Regions from separate parts of the Hordeum vulgare genome. Here region 2 is linked to region 1. Evidence: chromatin contacts called from public Hi-C data. All regions are on one chromosome and are shown on one strand. Each heading gives the region's core, a stretch centred on a gene start, on an enhancer-like site or on the middle of the called end of the contact. The rest is flanking DNA. Distances are from core to core; before and after follow the strand shown. Region 1 holds the start of LOC123411526 (E3 ubiquitin-protein ligase RGLG5-like). Region 2 has its middle 32 kb from the start of LOC123413467.

Region 1 (4,599 bases), core at 600-3,099:
GAAGACTATTGTAAATGTCATCTGCACTGTAGGAGTTGAGGAGAATGCATAAACTGATACAGTACAAGCCAAATTCATTTAAGTTGAAAAAACTCAATACGATGTCATAACATAACAGTATAGTACAGCAGCACCATATCCACATGTTAGTTATTTATATCTTTTGTGCAGGTGAAGTAGCAAAGCCATGAATTAATGGGACTGCCCAATTTTAGATGTTTGATTGTTATAGTTCTCGGCTTAATAGTCCACAAGCCTGATTGCAGATATCAAGGTCTTTACTGAAAATGCACTGGAAAGTAAATAGCAATGACATCTTATAGAAGATGTCAGTTTCTTTGCAGAAGTAAAATCCAACTGCAGGAAATTTTATTTTATCATCACCAAACCTTGGATTAGGATCCTGCATACAAACAAAAACTGTGTATCCTTCTTGAAATACCCATATACATAGAACTAATTCTACTAAAGATAGTTTATATTCCAAAATTCACCTGAGACAACGAAATAAGATGAACGGTACCATTCAGCCACATCAAGTTGAAAACCATGCATCAAAAGTAAATAAGAGAACCGAAGGCACAAAAGGCCATCATACATACTTGACTGACGGAACGGTAGTCGTCGCCGATCCTGGAATACTTCCTCTGCAGCCTGGCCTGTGCCTCTGGCTGCTGCACGTTGTTACCCGCCGCAGAGGCATACCTTGGGCTGTAACTGGAGGGCGTGTTTGCATACCTCGAGTTATACCCGTTGGATGAATTCCCATAGTCGTAAGCAGAGTTATACGACGGCTTGGAGTCCTTCTGCCCCATTCCTCAACACTCGGATGAACTTCCTGGCGAACAGAAGAGAATATCATTACTTGTGTACACAACTAGCTGGAGACAAGGCAGGTACTTTTCACATAAAATAAAAAATAAACAATAAATGAAGAAATGAAGAAATCCTAGAGTTTTTGCAGAACATGATCCACCCATCAATTACAGGTGAACTCTTTGGACGAGTTCCTAATTCCAGGAGGGGTGACTTTGTAACCCAGAACAGGGAAGTTCCACACCCTAAAACAGCCACAGCCTCCCCATACCCCCCACATTTCCTCCTCATTGCCAATACTGGAGACTGGCACCTGCAGAAGGCCCAGTTCCTAACTTCCTACTACTACATACAAGCATCGGGCATATCGAAATGTCTGAACGAGATCAGACAACGGCCTGTAAAAATATAATCATCTAAAAAAACGCCAATTACTACTACTAACGAACTGCCTCAGACGATCAGATCCAAACACCTCGCGCTCTCACGGAGAATCGCGCACCCTCGCCAAGAAAGAAACAAGACGGCGGCGAGCCGGAGCGGGGAGATACGGGATTGTACCAACTTGCCGGCGGAGCCAGAATCGAGCGACCCCGGGAAACGAACACCCGGAATTCTCGCGCGCGCCCAACAGCACCCGCGAATGATAAAGAGATCAACCAGCAATCTGCGCGGGGAGGTGCGTGCTTACCCTGCTGGCCTGCGCTCGGCGTCGTCCAAGGTCGCGGGCCACTGCTCCGGGAGGGAAGAGGGTCGGTAGAGTGGAGGGGGTGAAGAAGGGGATAGGCCGAGTCAGCCGAGACCAAGATTTGTACGCCCGGCACGACGGGATAAACTATGATCTGGGGGCAGCGGAGCGGTGGCGCGGGTCAAGTCAATCGCCGGCCACGGAGGCAATGCAGTTGGCGCTCTCTATCTGAAAACGATATCCGAAGCTTCGGAACTAGGAGTAGGAGTGGTATTCAATGGATGGATGGATGGATGGGGAGAGCTCGGGCGGATTAGTCGTCGAGCTTGGTGTTGGTGCCGCACTTGTCTCGGTCATCGGCGGGCACCAACCAACCCCAGGGGGAAAAACAAAAAGGTTAGTTTGAGAGCCGTAGTGCGCTGGAGTTACCCTACCGGCTTGGATGGTTATCCTGTCCACTGGCGGCGAAAAGGTCCAGGGAGGGATGGAGCGTGCGAGCATCTTTTCTCTGCTGCTGCTGCGCGCGCGCGCCACGGAGGAGGGTGGGCTGCGGCGTTGTTGGGTGGCCCGGTGGTTGGCGGGTCGCGGTCCCGGTTTTCGGGCTGGCAGTTAGGCTGCAGTGAGGGTGAGGCCGTGCGGTGCGGCTGCGTGGTTAGCCTGGTCCTCGTCACGAAGGAGATCAGGCGGCGCTCACCGGCTCAATGGATGGGACGGTCACACGGGACACGTGGATTGCATTATGTTATGTGCCGCATTTTGGGGGCTTGTGTATCGCGGGGCGACGTAGGCCGATGGCGATGGTGTGTATCTGGCAAAAACTACACGTCGTGGGTTTGTCCTTGGCACACTGTGTGTCTGTCGGGAGTTGACCCGAAGCAAGAATTTGGATAAAAACCACACTTGTTCGCGTCATTGACACGTAGCGTTTGAAACTGTTGAGTATATGTTATGTGTATATATATTGTCTATTTAGTCATTTTCTAGTTTTATCTTGTGGCCCATCTTGTATAACATATATACGTGCAGTTGTACCTGATCAATACATTGTGTAATTTCATCATCATATATGGTATCGGTTTTTAGGTTCCAACCCTAGCTTCCGCCCGGCGGCGGAGATGCCGTCGCCGCCACCACCTCCTCTACCGCTGCCGTCGTGCCTCTCCCGCGCCGCCGCCGCCCACCTCATGCCGTACACGACCGGCTCCAACCCGACGCCGCCGACATCCGCAACCTCAACATCCACGAGCGGGTTCCTATCCGTCTTGCCTAGACCAACTCCTCCTACTATGCTTGGAAGACCTACTTCTCCCTTGTGTTTCGGGAGTACAACCTCCCCGACCACGTGGATGGCTCCGTCGACTCCAGCCTCATGCCCGACCATCATGAGTGGTCCGCCATCGACGCCACGCTCATCCACTGGTTCCTCCTCACCATCTCGCCCAACCTCTTTCATACGGTCGTGCACGACGGTGACGATGCATGCGTCGTCTGGACCAAGCTGAACGGGCTCTTCACCGACAATCGCCTTCAGTGTCGCGTTTTTCTACAACAAGAGTTTTTTGGGTGCCACCAGGACAACTCCTCCGTCGACGACTACTGTCTCCCACTCAAGACTCTTGCAGACGAGCTCCGCGACATTGGTGCGGAAACTAATGACGATACCCTTCACCACGCTCATCGCCGGCCTCAACGAGGACTTCGGCAACGCCGCGACCAACCTCTCCCTCCTTCGCCAAGTTCGTGGCCTATCTTCGGCTGGAGGAACGCTGGATGAAGAAGGTGAAGAGTCGGGCCATGCACGTCGCTCTCGCCGTCAGCACCACCCACGGTGGCCCTCCTCCATCGTCGGCTGCTTCCCAACAACAGCGGGGCCCCGCACCCTTGCAGCAACCGTCGTTGTTGTCCCTGCCGTAGGTGGCCTACAGTGCGCCCCCGCCACCTCCCGCGCCCACCGACAGGCTCCGTCGCGGCGGCCGCGGCGGTCGTAAGCAGGAGCAGTAGCAAGCGGGTGGCGCCCCTCGTCGGCAACATCAACAGCAGCAGTCCACCGCGCCCTGGGCCGGTGGCTACAACCCCTGGACGGGTGTCGTGCACGCATACTCGCTGTCGGTCCCTCGGGGCCTACTACTGCAACAAAAGACCTTCCAACGGCGCCAGAAATAGGAGTGTTGCATGATACTCCTCAGCAACGGCACCGGGAATCCTTCTGCTACGGCTACGCCTTAAGGGACTTCCTAGGCAAATATGCAAAGTATTTCCCCCGTGGCCTTGGAGCCTTGCGTTGGTGTTCCCTCGAAGCGGAAAGGGTGATGTAGCACCACGGTGGTAAGTATTTCCCTCAGTTTGAGAACTAAGGTATCGATCCAGTGAAGGAGTATCACAAGTGCCTGCACAAACACAAAAAGCTTGCTCCCGACGCTATGAAGGGGTTGTCAATCCCTTATGGATTGTTCGCCAAGTGAGAACTGAAAGCAGCAAAGTAACAAAGCAAAGTAAAAAACAAAAGTGGAAACGATAGATGTGAATAGACCCGGGGGCCGTAGTGTTTACTAGTGGCTTCTCTCATGAAAGCAAGTAGACGGTGGGTGAACAAATTACTATCGAGCAATTGATAGAACCGCGCAAAGTTGTGGCGATATCTATAGGCATCACGTCCAAAACAAGTAGACCGATACTTTCTGCATCTACTACTATTACTCCACACATCGATCGCTATCCAGCATGCATCTAGTGTATTAAGTCCAAAAGAACAGAGTAACGCCTTAAGCAAGATAACATGATGTAGATGGACAATCTCATATCTACGACGGAGCCCACCTTGTTACCCTTGATGGCAACTACACAATGTGTGCCTTGCTGCCCCTACTGTCACTGGGAAAGGTCACCACACGGTAAGAACCCAAAACCAATCACTTCTCCCATTGCAAGAATCATAGATCTAGTTGGCCAAACAAAATCCAAGACTCGGAGAGACTTACAAGGATATCAAATCATGCATATAAGAAATCAGCAAAGACTCAAATATATATCATATATAATATGATCACAAATCCACAATTCATCGGATCTCGACAAACACACCGCCAAAGAAGATT
Region 2 (5,080 bases), core at 1,311-3,810, 120 kb after region 1:
TCCCTCGATCCTATCACAAACGTACCAATCAAGTGTCGAACGGACGGCACCTCTGTGTTCCGCGCACGTACAACTTGATGATGCCTTCAGCACCTCGATCTAGCAAGCATGGATGAAGTAGCAGCTGAGTTCTCCGACAACACAATGGTGTGGTGGCGGTGGTGGTGGTGTGATCTCGGCACGGCTTCGCCAAGCGTTGCCGTGATCACGATGGAGAAGTACTACGAGAGAGAGAGGAAGGGCACCGCTAAGGACTTGTGCAAGGGGTGTGTCCAAATTCTCTCATATATATAGGAGGAGGGGTGGAGGAGGGTCATCCTAGGGTTTCCCCTAGGGTGTGGGCAGTGGCCAAGAGGTGTCTTGCCACCCAAGCTAGGGTGGCGTCACCCTATCGGCTTGCCCTCCACCAGCCCAGCCGCATGGGCCTAGATGGGGAGGGACGCCAGCCCACCAGGGGCTAGTGCGCATCCTACTCAGCCCATGGGGCCCCATAGAGGGTGGTGGGCCCCTTTCGGTGGACCCCGGAACCCTTTTGGCACTCCCTATATAGAAATATTTACCTCCGGACCATTCTGAAGCTCCTCGTCATGTATGAGTTCTTACCCGAGACTCCAAACAACCTAGAGTTACCAATACAATAACTCAACTATATCGTTAAGTGTGTAGATCGGGTTTGAGAACTATGCATACATGACCGAGACACCTCTATGATGAATAACAAATAGCGGGACCTGGATGCCCATATTGGTTTCCACACATTCTACCAAGATCTATATCCGGCGAACCAACGGTGTCAAGGATTCAGCTAATCCCGTATGGTGTTCCCTTTTTCCATCGGTATGTTACTTGCCCGAGATTTGATCATTGGTATCTTCATACCTAGTTCAATCTTGTTACCGGCAAGTCTCTTTACTCGTTTCGTAACACAAGATCCCATGACTAACTCCTTAGTCACATTGCTTGCAAGCTTACGTGATGTTGTATTACCGAGTGGGCGTAAGAAAAATCCCAATCTTGATCCATACCAACTCCATAGACACACTCGGACATACGTGTAGAGCATCTTCATAGTCACCTAGTTACATTGTGATGTTTGATACACATAAGACATTCCTCTAGTGTAAGTGAGTTGAATGATTTCATGGTCATAGGAAGATGCATTGACATGCAGAAAGCAATAGCAGCAAACGGTATACAATCAAACGCTATGCTTAAGATTTGGGTCTTGTCCATCACATCATTCTCCTAATAATGTGATCCCGTTATCAAATGACAACTCATGTCTATGGCTAGGAAACGTTAGCCATCTTTGATCAACGAGCTAGTCCAGTAGAGGCATATTAGGGACACTTTTTTGTCTATGTACACACACATGTATATGAGTTTCCAATCAATACAACTATATCATGGATAATAAACAATTATCATGAACAGGGAAATATGAAAATAACTACTTTATTATTGCGCCTAGGGCATATTTCCAACTGTCTCCCACTTGCACTAGAGTAAATAATCTAGTATTACATGGTAATGAATTTAACACCCATAGAGTTCTGGTGCTGATCATGTTTTCCTCATGGAAGAAGTCTAGTCAACGGATCTACAACATTCAGACATGTATGTACTTTGCAAATGTTTATGTATTCCTCCATGATATAATCGTGGATGGAATTGAAGCGGCTCTTTATGTGTCTTGTCCTTTTCTGAAACCTTGGTTACTTGGCTAGACCAAGTGTGGTCACAAAACTGGGTCATTGGATCCAGTGCACTGGGCACAACTGCAAGATTCATCATGAACTGCTTCATTCAGTGCACTGGGCCGTCGTCATTGGACTTGTCTTTGCCGACAGGGGAATCTTCGATGATCGGAATCCTGTCCCGAACCCTAGCAAAGTGACAGGGGAACGTTACAATATCTCCTCTTCCGCCATAAGAATTGGGCATCCACCATCCTCCCCCCTCTCGCGTCGAGGAGTACGATCCTGAAAGCATCCCGCCGGAGCCACAGGATGCCGTCGTCGAACCGAACCTGTCGAGCGGCGATGAGGTCTGCCGCGTACGACACGCACCAATGTGAGTCAGCACGACACGCACCAACGAGAGTCGCACGACATCGCCCCCCCTGATTTACTATCTTTGAGGTTCACCCTTACGTGTGTTTCAATAATATGATTACGTAAGCCAACCTACCCGTGCAAAGCTGGCTTCATTGATTGTAATAACATTTTATTGATTGTAATCAATAACAGATATTGCATCATTGATTGTAATAACATTTTATATTATTGGACAGAGCGAGTATTTTACCTGAAAGAACCATCATAAAAAATAATAGTAACCGGGAACAGCTTCAAAGAAAAATAGATAAAGAGGACCAAATGGTGCTGAAGTCTAAGTCAACTGCTGGGCCGGGGGCAAATGTTTCCTGTGTGCTCCTCTAAACTCATGCACCGTCTCTCTCGCGGAAAATGACATCCGAAGGAACCGAGCTACAGATGGATCAGTGGACACGACACTTGTCTCTTTCATCCACATGAGTAATGCTATGGCTTACGAGTAGTAGTGGATGATCATTATCCACTTAGAAGAAAGTCGAGAGTCTGAGCAAGTGCACGGTGGAAGAGCTACATGATGCTCTTCTGGTTGTTGGCAGATCGTAGTCCCGGTTTTACAGCTGGGCAGTATCTGAAGTCTACTAATAGTACTCGTAGATTATAAGGTTTTGCGTGGTTAATCTGATCTGGGGAAAACTTCGGCGGCTGGCGTGCACTGCTCGGACACTCACGTGGGACCTATGTGACCGTGAGATGTGGGTTACAATACATGACATGTTGGATTGCCTCACGAGGGAGACGTGCAGAGATGACTGTCGATCTGCCAAAGTACACGCGTTTGCATTTCGGTTTGACAAATGTATCAAAGTGTAAACCGGAAGGCGATGGTCTCTCTAACCTAACCATGCTCGTGAATTGTACCTGGGGAACAAAAGATTATTTTTTCTTCAGGAAAACGAGATTTCTATTGCTTAAACCCGAGGATTACAATCATGATGGTGAAGCAAATCAATCTCACTAGGTTCAGATTTAAGCCAAACAGGCGTGCGCATGTAATGATGTCCAATCTGAGCTAAGCGATGGGATACTCCCTCTATATCTAAATACTTATTGTTGAAGAGAACTGCATTAGTTTTCACAACAACAAGCATCTTCTATCTTCTATCTTCTACTCCCTCCGTCCCAAAATAAGTGTCTTAAGCTTAGTACAAATTTGTACTAGAGCTAGTACAAAGTTGAGACGGTTATTTTGGGACAGAGGGAGTATTTACTAATTGAATGCACCATTCGAGTCTTCACGTTAATCCATATCATCAAAATTAATTTAACCATTAGATTTAAAATTGAATGGTCAAGATCTATTCTCTACTAAAAGGCCTAACTAATTAAAAGGAAAGCCCCACGTACATCTCTCCCTAATAATAAAGCAAATACGGTTTCTGGTTGTCCGTCTTGAAAATTACCCCTAAAGTTTGCATAAATTACCCACCATGCCACCGATAAGTAATTAAAAATGTTTCACAAAGCGAAAAATATTGGACTGGACCGGCCCATGTAAAAACCTCCTATATTACGCTCTGCATGCTGGGAGAATTTCCAGCACACCATATGGGCCGGCCCATGCACATACGCCTGCTTTTAGTTCCGTTTATTTATTTATTGCAGTTCCGTTTTATTTTTATATTTTAAATAATTCAGAACTTCAAATAATCTTTAATATTTTAATAAACTGAAAATTATAAATCAACATATTTAAAAAATTAAAATGTTTGTGACTTCAAAAACTGCTCGGAGTTTTGTGAAAAATGCTCGCATATACAATAAAATGTTTGCAATTGTAGAAAAATGTTTGTACAATAAGAAAAGTCCATGATCTCAAATACAATTCCATGTATTAAAAATTATTAAAAGCATTTAACAAAATGATTTCTAATTCAAAATATGTTAATGCATTTAAAAAATGACCTAAAATTTTAAAAATAGCTAATGCCTGTTTTGATAGTTTCTTTTTTTTATTTCAATTTTTCCGTTCCATTTTTTTATTTATAATTTAAATAATTTAGAATTACCAAAACTTTTGCATATTAAAAAATAGGAATTTTGAATTAAAATGCTGACGAATTTTTATTTTGAATTAAAAATAGGGTTCAAAAAAAGCGCCGGGTTTTTATATTTTTTTTGCAAATTCCAAAACAATGTCCATGAATTTAATAAATATATTACTGATTTATAAAAATGTTTGTTTATTCAGAAAAACTTCATGCGTTTCAAAAAATGTTTGTGAATTTAAAATAAAATCCTTCAACATCAAAAATTATGTTCGTCTTTTCTTGAATTGGTCGCCAATTCGAAAGAAAATATTTAAACCCGTTCAAAATATAAAAAATATTCACGATTTTTACTAAATGTTTGTAAATTGTTAAAAATGTTGTCAATTTTAAAATTGTTCCCATATTTGTAAAATTGTTCACGAAAGATCTAATGTATGTAGTTAAACATTAATGTTTCTAAGTCTTTGTGACAATATACATGTGTGAATTTGAAGAATTAACTGTTGGATGGATCGGATTATTATTGTATGTTTTCTAAGAAAAAAACTTGAAATTCAGAATAAATCTTTGAGTTACGAAGATTTTTGACAACCATGATATATATTTTTTGAAAATGTAAAGATTGCTTCAACTTGTGAATAAATTTAAAAGAAGAAACATTTTCTTACATTTGTATACAAAATTTCTAAATCAAGCGATGATATGTGAACATAATGTGATCACCATCATTGGACATTATGTTTTTTTTTCTTCCGTGACAACGAACGGGCCATTTTGCTAGTAAAAGAATAAACAAACATGTAAAAATGCACCCATGTACTATAGGGATCAGACTCCCACAAGTCCACGGTAGTCCTCATGTCCCACGTCCTATAGCATCTGAAAAAACACCGAGGGATTAAACTCCCACGTCCACCAATTAAAAAAACTCCCACGCCCATAGTAGAGTCCTTAATTCCCACGTCTAAGATCTTA

The links. A called contact is a pair of places that touch in the nucleus more often than the background predicts.
Region 2: a Hi-C map of seedling shows a contact between it and region 1, with 5 times the contacts expected there. The contact joins the enhancer-like site here to the promoter of LOC123411526 in region 1. A contact is called at or near these places in 4 of 6 Hi-C or Micro-C datasets (leaf and seedling) and 1 of 1 datasets of contacts at active chromatin or transcription factors (embryo).

Annotation. Positions count from the first base shown.
Region 1 is chr7H:532,145,057-532,149,655 of MorexV3_pseudomolecules_assembly, forward strand. It overlaps LOC123411526 (E3 ubiquitin-protein ligase RGLG5-like), which reads right to left and starts at 1,850. Exons shown (of 12, transcript XM_045104492.1): 1 at 1,508-1,850; 2 at 603-838. The coding sequence starts at 815.
Region 2 is chr7H:532,266,336-532,271,415 of MorexV3_pseudomolecules_assembly, forward strand. No RefSeq gene overlaps it. Among protein-coding and RNA genes, the nearest start is that of LOC123413467, 32 kb to the right of the region's middle. Within about 2 kb of position 2,561, at least 3 of the 3 cell types and tissues checked have open chromatin away from gene starts, as enhancers often do. A contact at or near this core is called in leaf and seedling, where this site is marked.